Regions from separate parts of the Gossypium hirsutum genome. Here region 2 is linked to region 1. The links are chromatin contacts, called in public Hi-C maps. All regions are on one chromosome and are shown on one strand. The core of a region is the stretch at or near the end of the contact, and the rest is flanking DNA. Distances in the headings are between cores, read along the strand shown. Region 1 holds the start of LOC107957115. Region 2 has its middle 3.1 kb from the start of LOC121229785.

Region 1 (3,736 bases), core at 326-2,825:
TCTTGTTAATTAAGTCCTGTATTTGGTTATTAGTTTGTGAAAGGTCTAATTATGCCCTTGCCCCTGTACTCCTTGGACTTCGATATTTAGTCCCTCTGCTTTTAGTTCTTAGGGTTTAAAATCCGAGGGATAACGCTGTTAATTGACTTATGTTAAATTTGAGTATCAATTGGACTTAACTTATTTAAAAGTTTGAATGTTCAAATGTCACATTTTCAAATTTAACGATAATCCATTGATTTTGTTATCTGTTGGATTTTAATTTTCAAATTTGACAAATGAGGGACTAAATTCCTGGAAATAAAAGCTAAAGTATTAAATTTTAAAAAGTCTAAAAAGAGTACAAGGACTTGGGGCATTTTTAAATCTTTGTGAAAATTTTGACTTCATGATACATCTATGACTTGTGGTAAGGCACGTTAGTTTATTTTCTTCAACTAGTGATAGTTAGCCGCTTGATATCACCTGTGATGCAAAAGCCCTTGCTAATCCTTCTCTAAATTGTAGTTTTGGGTGCTTTACTGCATACTACCATCTCTCTTAAGCTCCCTTTTGATTCCAGGTCAATGAAGCTCGGTTAAGCGAAGACTTGAACCAGGCATGGGAGGTACTTGCGGAGCCAATTCAGACTGTATGTATCTTCTGATCTACATTTATTGAATGCCCTTTTCTGTTTCAATTTTTTTGTAAGCGCAAAGTAATAGAGGCTAGATGGATAGTATTTTGATTCATCTTTTTGTTTCTCTTTTTAACTTGATCTGTAGGTCATGCGTAGATATGGTGTTCCAGAGCCTTACGAGAAGCTGAAGGAGCTTACTAGGGGGAGAGCAGTTACCAAAGAAAGTATAAGGGAATTTATTGAAGGCTTGGAATTACCCGAAGAAGCTAAGACTCATCTTTTGAAGTTAACGCCACATTCCTACGTGGGTGCAGCCGTTGAATTAGCCAAGACTGTGGATTCAGCTGTGAACGTGATAAACGGTTCTGAGGTTTTGGAAAACATGTCGTTGAAAGAATTAGCCAAGAAACTTAGTCATATTGTTGCACCATATGAGACTGGTTAAGTATTAAGATGATAAATGTGGTAGCTATTCTTTGAAAAAAACAAATTCAGAGAGGGTACAAGGTGAGACAAATCCCTACTGGTGGAAGTGATTATCATGTCATGTTCATATGGTGTCATGAACTCTGAGCTGAGATTTTGTAAGCAATCTTAATAATGAAAATTAACTTGAATTGCTGTCACGTTCTCCACTAACTGATGAAGACTTTGTATTGAATGCGACATATGAGACATAACACATGTCAACATAATAATAGCAAAAATAAGCATGAATATGATGATATGAACCAGTCTGTACAGAGATTTTCACCAGGTGTACCTATAGAGTTTCTTGTACACTTTATCACGGCAGAATCTTTTGACTAGCAAAAACATCATCATCAAATATATTCTTTTTTAACAACATAATTGGTGGAGCATACACTACAAAAATACATTGCATGATTGAGATGGTGGAGCCCAAGAATTATCATACCAACTATATTTAATCAAATTCTCTGCTTTTAAACAAAATTGCAAGTAAAACCCTGGAATAATCTCCTTGTTGTCAAAACTACCCCCGATTTTAAAGTAAAAACACTACGCAATCTGTCATGTTTAAAGTCATCGTCGTCCTTGGAAAGAAGCCGTTAACAATGATCCACACAGTACAAAGAAGGAAGCTTCTCTACGAAAGAGATACAGTCGTTTTTGTTGTCAGGTTTTCATTTTCTTATCCTCTACAGGTAAAAGCCTTCGAAAGCCTCTCTCAGGTTCTCTCTCTTCTCTTGTCTCTTTGCCTTTCCTTGTATTGTTTAACTTTAAGATAATGAGGAACAAAAATAAACCCAGTTTTTGCATTATTAATTGCATCAGAATTCAATTCTGTTTTGTTATTAACTCATGGTAATTTGGGTATGAAGTTATTTCTTTTTCTTAATTGTTGTTTTTATTTTATTTTTTACCAAATTGCTACTGTGAAGCAATGAGTTGATCAGCAAATTTTGGACTTTAATGATTATTAGTATTATATCTAGAAAGTCAAATGGTTATGGACCCTTTCCTTCCTTAGAAAGATATTCTTGATAAAAATGGAAACTTGATTCCTTGTCAAGAGGGCAATGAAGTTTGAGTGCTAGCTCAGACCATGGTAGATCATGAAGCTGCTTGTAAGTTGCAGCTGTAAAGTTGGGATTTTTTGTCTTGATTTATCATATCAGTGATTGCCACCATATGGTTAAAGGGGTTTGTTTTGGGGCGGGGGGGGGGGGTGGAATCTTCTATATCAGTTGATTGTTATTTGTCGTTTCAGGTGACCCTTCAATGATTTTGAAGGGATCTGGGCAGAATTTTGCAGCCCTGATATGAATCTGGCTTGACTGAATCACAATGTCAGCTTATGGCCATCAAATGGAACGGGAGTTCTCCTCTCAGAGTCTCTTGAGTAGGGAAGATACTGGTAAGGCACTTCTTTATTAGATCCCAACAGTTCTTTCAATTCCAATACCCTTTTCTCAGAGGCTTTTAACCATTCATTTGGCATGACTGGATTGTTAATTAATCCAAATATTTTGTATGCAACATTGTTTTAATGGGTTGACTGCTTAACTCATTTCGTTTTTATGGTTCCTACTGCTAAACCTTCCGATGTTCGATATAAATACGTATTAATCTCGGTCGTTCTTGACAGAGAGTGGAAGCCAATATGTGTTGGAGTCGGGATTCTACATGAAATCTTTTGCTGCAACAATCTTCATTGCTGGTCTTCTAATTGTTGGTGTTCTTTCAGTAACTTTACTTGTAACATTAGCAGTAATGTTGCGATCCTGTGAAAGTAGGAGCAAGGGAGTGGTGGAGATTGAGAAAGCAAGTGATAGCTACCATTATTGCAAGGCTTTTGCTTTACATGGGGAACTCAACAGCTTGGAAGAACCCGAGATTCCTCCAGTCTGCTGGAATCTAGCCATTCATTATATCGAAGGGGGAGAATACGAACGAGACTTAAATTTCATGATTTCGATGATTGAGAGCTTCTTCGATACTATTTCACCATCGGACAATCATTTGGATGCTGTGTTAATAGACATAGATGACATCCTTGCTTCAAATCATACATACACCTATCAATCAATGCACCAGCAACAGTAATTCCGCTTATTTTTTTCTATGTTACTTGGGACTTTGTCATTTTCCTGTTAATAAATTACTTAAACCAGATTAAACTCATGTTTTGGCTCAGGTTCAACCAATATGGCTCTAACAAACCAAGTGGTTCCATCGAAGATGCAGCCAATCTGAAGCACTGGCGAATACTGGAATTGTATGTGAAGCTTAAGTCAAGAGGATGGTCTTTGATTCTATTATCAAGGAAGCCTGAGAGACAGCGAAATGTTACTGCTGAACAGCTCAAGGCTGTGGGATTTAATGGTTGGTCTTCTTTGATTATGAGGTAATGTTGGTACTTGCACTTTTTCTTTTTCAAAATTTTGGTCTTATGTGCATAAGTAGTTGCATGATAACCATCTCGAGTCATAGAGAAAGTTTTTCTTTTCTACTGCGTTGTTTCTTGCAAGATTTTTCGGGGACAAAAGAGGCTGCTGCTTGGAGATATGGAAAAAGGGTTATAGAAGTTGAGATTCGAATACTAAACCACGTGATGTCACTTCTTAAAAGTGATTGAGCTAAGCTTTTCAG
Region 2 (3,417 bases), core at 814-3,313, 330 kb after region 1:
ATTGAAGATGTTTTGGTACGTGCTGACAAATTTATTTTTCCCGCTGACTTCTTTATTTTGGATTTTGAAGTAGATAAAAAAGTCCCTACCATTTTGGGAAGACCATTTTTGGCAATTGGGATAGATGTTTAGAAAGGGGAATTCACAATGCGAGTACAAGACAATCAGGAAGTAGAGTTACCTATGAACTTGAAAAGGCACAAGAAGGATATCGAATGTCATATTACAGATACTTAAGGTAACAGTTGTTATTGGTATACACACAGAAGATTGCCAAAAGATTATGAAGATGAGTCCAATAAAGGTTAGAAAAGACGGTTCCGAACGTGAGTATTTGATCCAGGAAAACTGAAGTCCCGGGAGTTAGGATCATTTACCACTGCTAGAATAATTTTGACTATCGAGGGTTAGTGAAGGTTGACCCAATCTTGGGTATTTGATCTAGGTAAAACTTAAACTTCGATGGCATGAGAATTCCACTGTCAATCAAGCCTTTCTTTTTGTAGGTAAGATTTAAGGTAAGTGGTCAATGGTTGAAACATTGTCAAATCGGTGAATTTGAGCGGAAAAATTATTTGACTCACTTTAATTGATCCGTAATGATTTTTATGTTGGAAGGCTGCTAATTTAAAAAAAAATTTATGAGTAGTCCATAAATAAATAAAATTAGTTATTATGTACCTAATATATATAAATATGTAAATAAATAATAATAATAATAAAGAAATCCCTTGTTAGCTTAATTTTTGACTTAGAGGTCAAATTATTATTTTACTTTTTATTACTGTGTTTCTTTTCAAATTATTATTTTACTTTTTATTACTGTGTTTCTTTTCAAATTATTATTTTACTTTTTATTACTGTGTTTCTTTTCTTTTTTTTGTTTCCCTGGGTTCTTTCCTCAACCGTCGTCGCCTTGACTTTTCCATTCCAAGTTATCGTCGGCCCTGTCTCATTCTCTCCACCTTCAAGCGTCACCGCCTAGCCTTCCCCATCCCACGCCCTCGCCTTTCCCTCCACGATCAATTGTCACATTCATCAGCGGCCTGCTACACCACCCATGACAGCCAAACTACCGCACCTTCCTCCCTTACCCCGTCACCGTCGCGTACCACCATTTTGTGACACCATCACCGAACAACAACTCTTTTTCCACCATCCGCAAGCACCATAAAACCAATTGTAGCATCCATCCGCTCCACTCCCTTGCCACGACCTAGTCACATAGCCAGTAGTAGCAGCTCTTTGTATCAGAAATAAACGACAACCACCCTAAGCGGCTAAGCGACCAGATCTCCTTGCACATAAACAAGAGTATTATGTCTCGGAAATGGAAAAGAGTGAATATTCAGACTGATGAAATCCAACCCTTGTTCTGCTCTGGGTGCAAGAGCACGATATATTACGATCTTTAAGAAAAACCGATGCTCCTGGATAAGGGTTTCCAGCTTACTGGTAATAACGATGCCGATGCGCCGGCATTCATTCAGGAGGTCGTTAATGAACGGGGATGGAAAGTATTTTTTGATGTCTAAAATCTTTCGGATGAAGGTATTGTTCAAGAATTTTAGTCTCATTTTAATCTGTCTACAGTAACAATATTGCAGATTCGAGAAAGGGAATTGTTTCTAACAACATTAGTCATCAATGGCTTGTTTGATTTGCCTGATATTGAGAACGATGATTACTCGACCCTATGTGAAGATGTTAATGCGAAAAAAATTCAAGATGTTTTGAAAGTAGTCACAGTTCTTGGAGCTAAATGGACGCTTTTGAGGCAAGGTACTCGTTACTGTCAGAGAGAATTTCTGACTCAAAAGGAAAATATTTCATCTTCTAGCCCTGGAACCCGACTCGCAGAATCGAACTTGAGGATTTTGCTACACCTAGGTAGGATGTTGATGACGTGATCTCGTATACAACTTATAGGCCCAACCTCAAGAAGCCCAATCCCGAAACATTTGGCTCGAATCTAGAAGAATTGTCAGAACAAAGAATGATTCGTGATGCCTACGCGAGCTAGGGCCAAGATAATGAAGGAGTCATTCATAGGCCTAATTCAACATCTATTGGCTGAACCCAATCCGCTCAGCAACTATTTGGCTCCAGTTAAGGATCCAGGTTCGTGCAACTTGTTGCACGTGATGAATTAAGTCTAACAAGATTGTTTGGTTGCTTTCCCACAACTAGTTTTTCATTTATTTAATTTCCCTCAGCTCATGATTGCTAAACTTTAATTTTGGTGGTTTTTAGTTAAATTAGTTGTTAGTTTATTTATTCACTTTAATTGCATTTTAAATATGTTCTAATTTAGCTATTAAATTTGCCCAATTTTATTGCAGCTTTATTATCATATTTAAAGTGTCGTAAATGTTGTTTATTGTGCTCGAAAGGAACAGCAATGGGCGGCTAGTTTGGGGAACAAATGTAACCATTCAAGTGATGATCCAAGGGCCATTCAACTACATGAAGATGCATGGAGTTTTCGGTCACTTAAAGGCTGATTCATGAAGGCATTTTAATGGTCAAGTGGAGATGAATGTATGAGAGGAAATGTTCATGAACCAGTAGCTTAAGCCAATCCATCTCCTATTTCCATGCATGGATATTCGGCCATTAAGGAGTGCATGAAGGGACCATTCAATTTGGATGCATGTGCATGGATTTTTCCTGCTAATTAAATGCTTAAATATGAACAAACATTGCTTAAGGGCTAAGGATGCACGGACGACACAAGGGGGAATGAATGCTGAATTTCCAAGCATTAAATGTGGGTTCATGTAATGTGAAAATACTTTGTACCTAAGGGATACATATATGGCCGGTTTTGAAGAGGCATTTTTCAAGTCCTATAAATATTCGGTCTAGGTCACTTTGGAAGAGTGAATAAACCAATCAATCAACTTTGAAACTCAAACTGAGTTTATACTCTTTCTTCTTTTTAGAAATAAAATCAAACTTATCATGAACTTACCTTCATGCGGTGTTGATTAATAGATCCTATCGCTTCCCTTCTCAACTCTTTTTGAAGTGTAACGATCATCCTATATCGTTGGTTCCTATCTCAATATAGATAATAGGTAGCGATCTTTCTTAAAGCAACTAACTTGTTAAGACTTAACTTTGCTTTGTAGAAATCAAGTCACACTGTTTTATAGTGCTGGTTCATTTTTGGATCAAGTTTCGTTTTATCAATTTTTATTCATTCCGTTCTTCCAATACCCTAAATACATTTCAAGTTCTAAGCTTAACTTCCCTTTTTTTCCGAGAAAGTACCTATTTAGACGAATAGGCATATCAAATCATGGGTCAAATTCTAAACTCGTAATCGGATTCATATTAGTTGATAACATGGATGAAGGGACAGAGTTTGATAGAATGAACAACTAATTGGGGGGATTTTTGTTTTTTTTTTGT

What was found. A called contact is a pair of places that touch in the nucleus more often than the background predicts.
Region 2: a Hi-C map of leaf shows a contact between it and region 1, with 3 times the contacts expected there. The contact joins the enhancer-like site here to the promoter of LOC107957115 in region 1. A contact is called at or near these places in 7 of 34 Hi-C or Micro-C datasets (callus, leaf and petal).

The regions. Positions count from the first base shown.
Region 1 is chrA05:95,315,251-95,318,986 of Gossypium_hirsutum_v2.1, forward strand. LOC107957115 reads left to right here and starts at 1,576. Exons shown (of 5, transcript XM_016892557.2): 1 at 1,576-2,211; 2 at 2,355-2,501; 3 at 2,733-3,186; 4 at 3,282-3,491. The coding sequence starts at 2,432. It overlaps LOC107957114 (adenylosuccinate lyase), which reads left to right. Exons shown (of 10, transcript XM_041114159.1): 9 at 563-631; 10 at 765-1,245. The coding sequence ends at 1,064.
Region 2 is chrA05:95,642,953-95,646,369 of Gossypium_hirsutum_v2.1, forward strand. No RefSeq gene overlaps it. Among protein-coding and RNA genes, the nearest start is that of LOC121229785, 3.1 kb to the left of the region's middle. Within about 2 kb of position 2,064, at least 2 of the 9 cell types and tissues checked have an H3K27ac peak or open chromatin away from gene starts, as enhancers often do.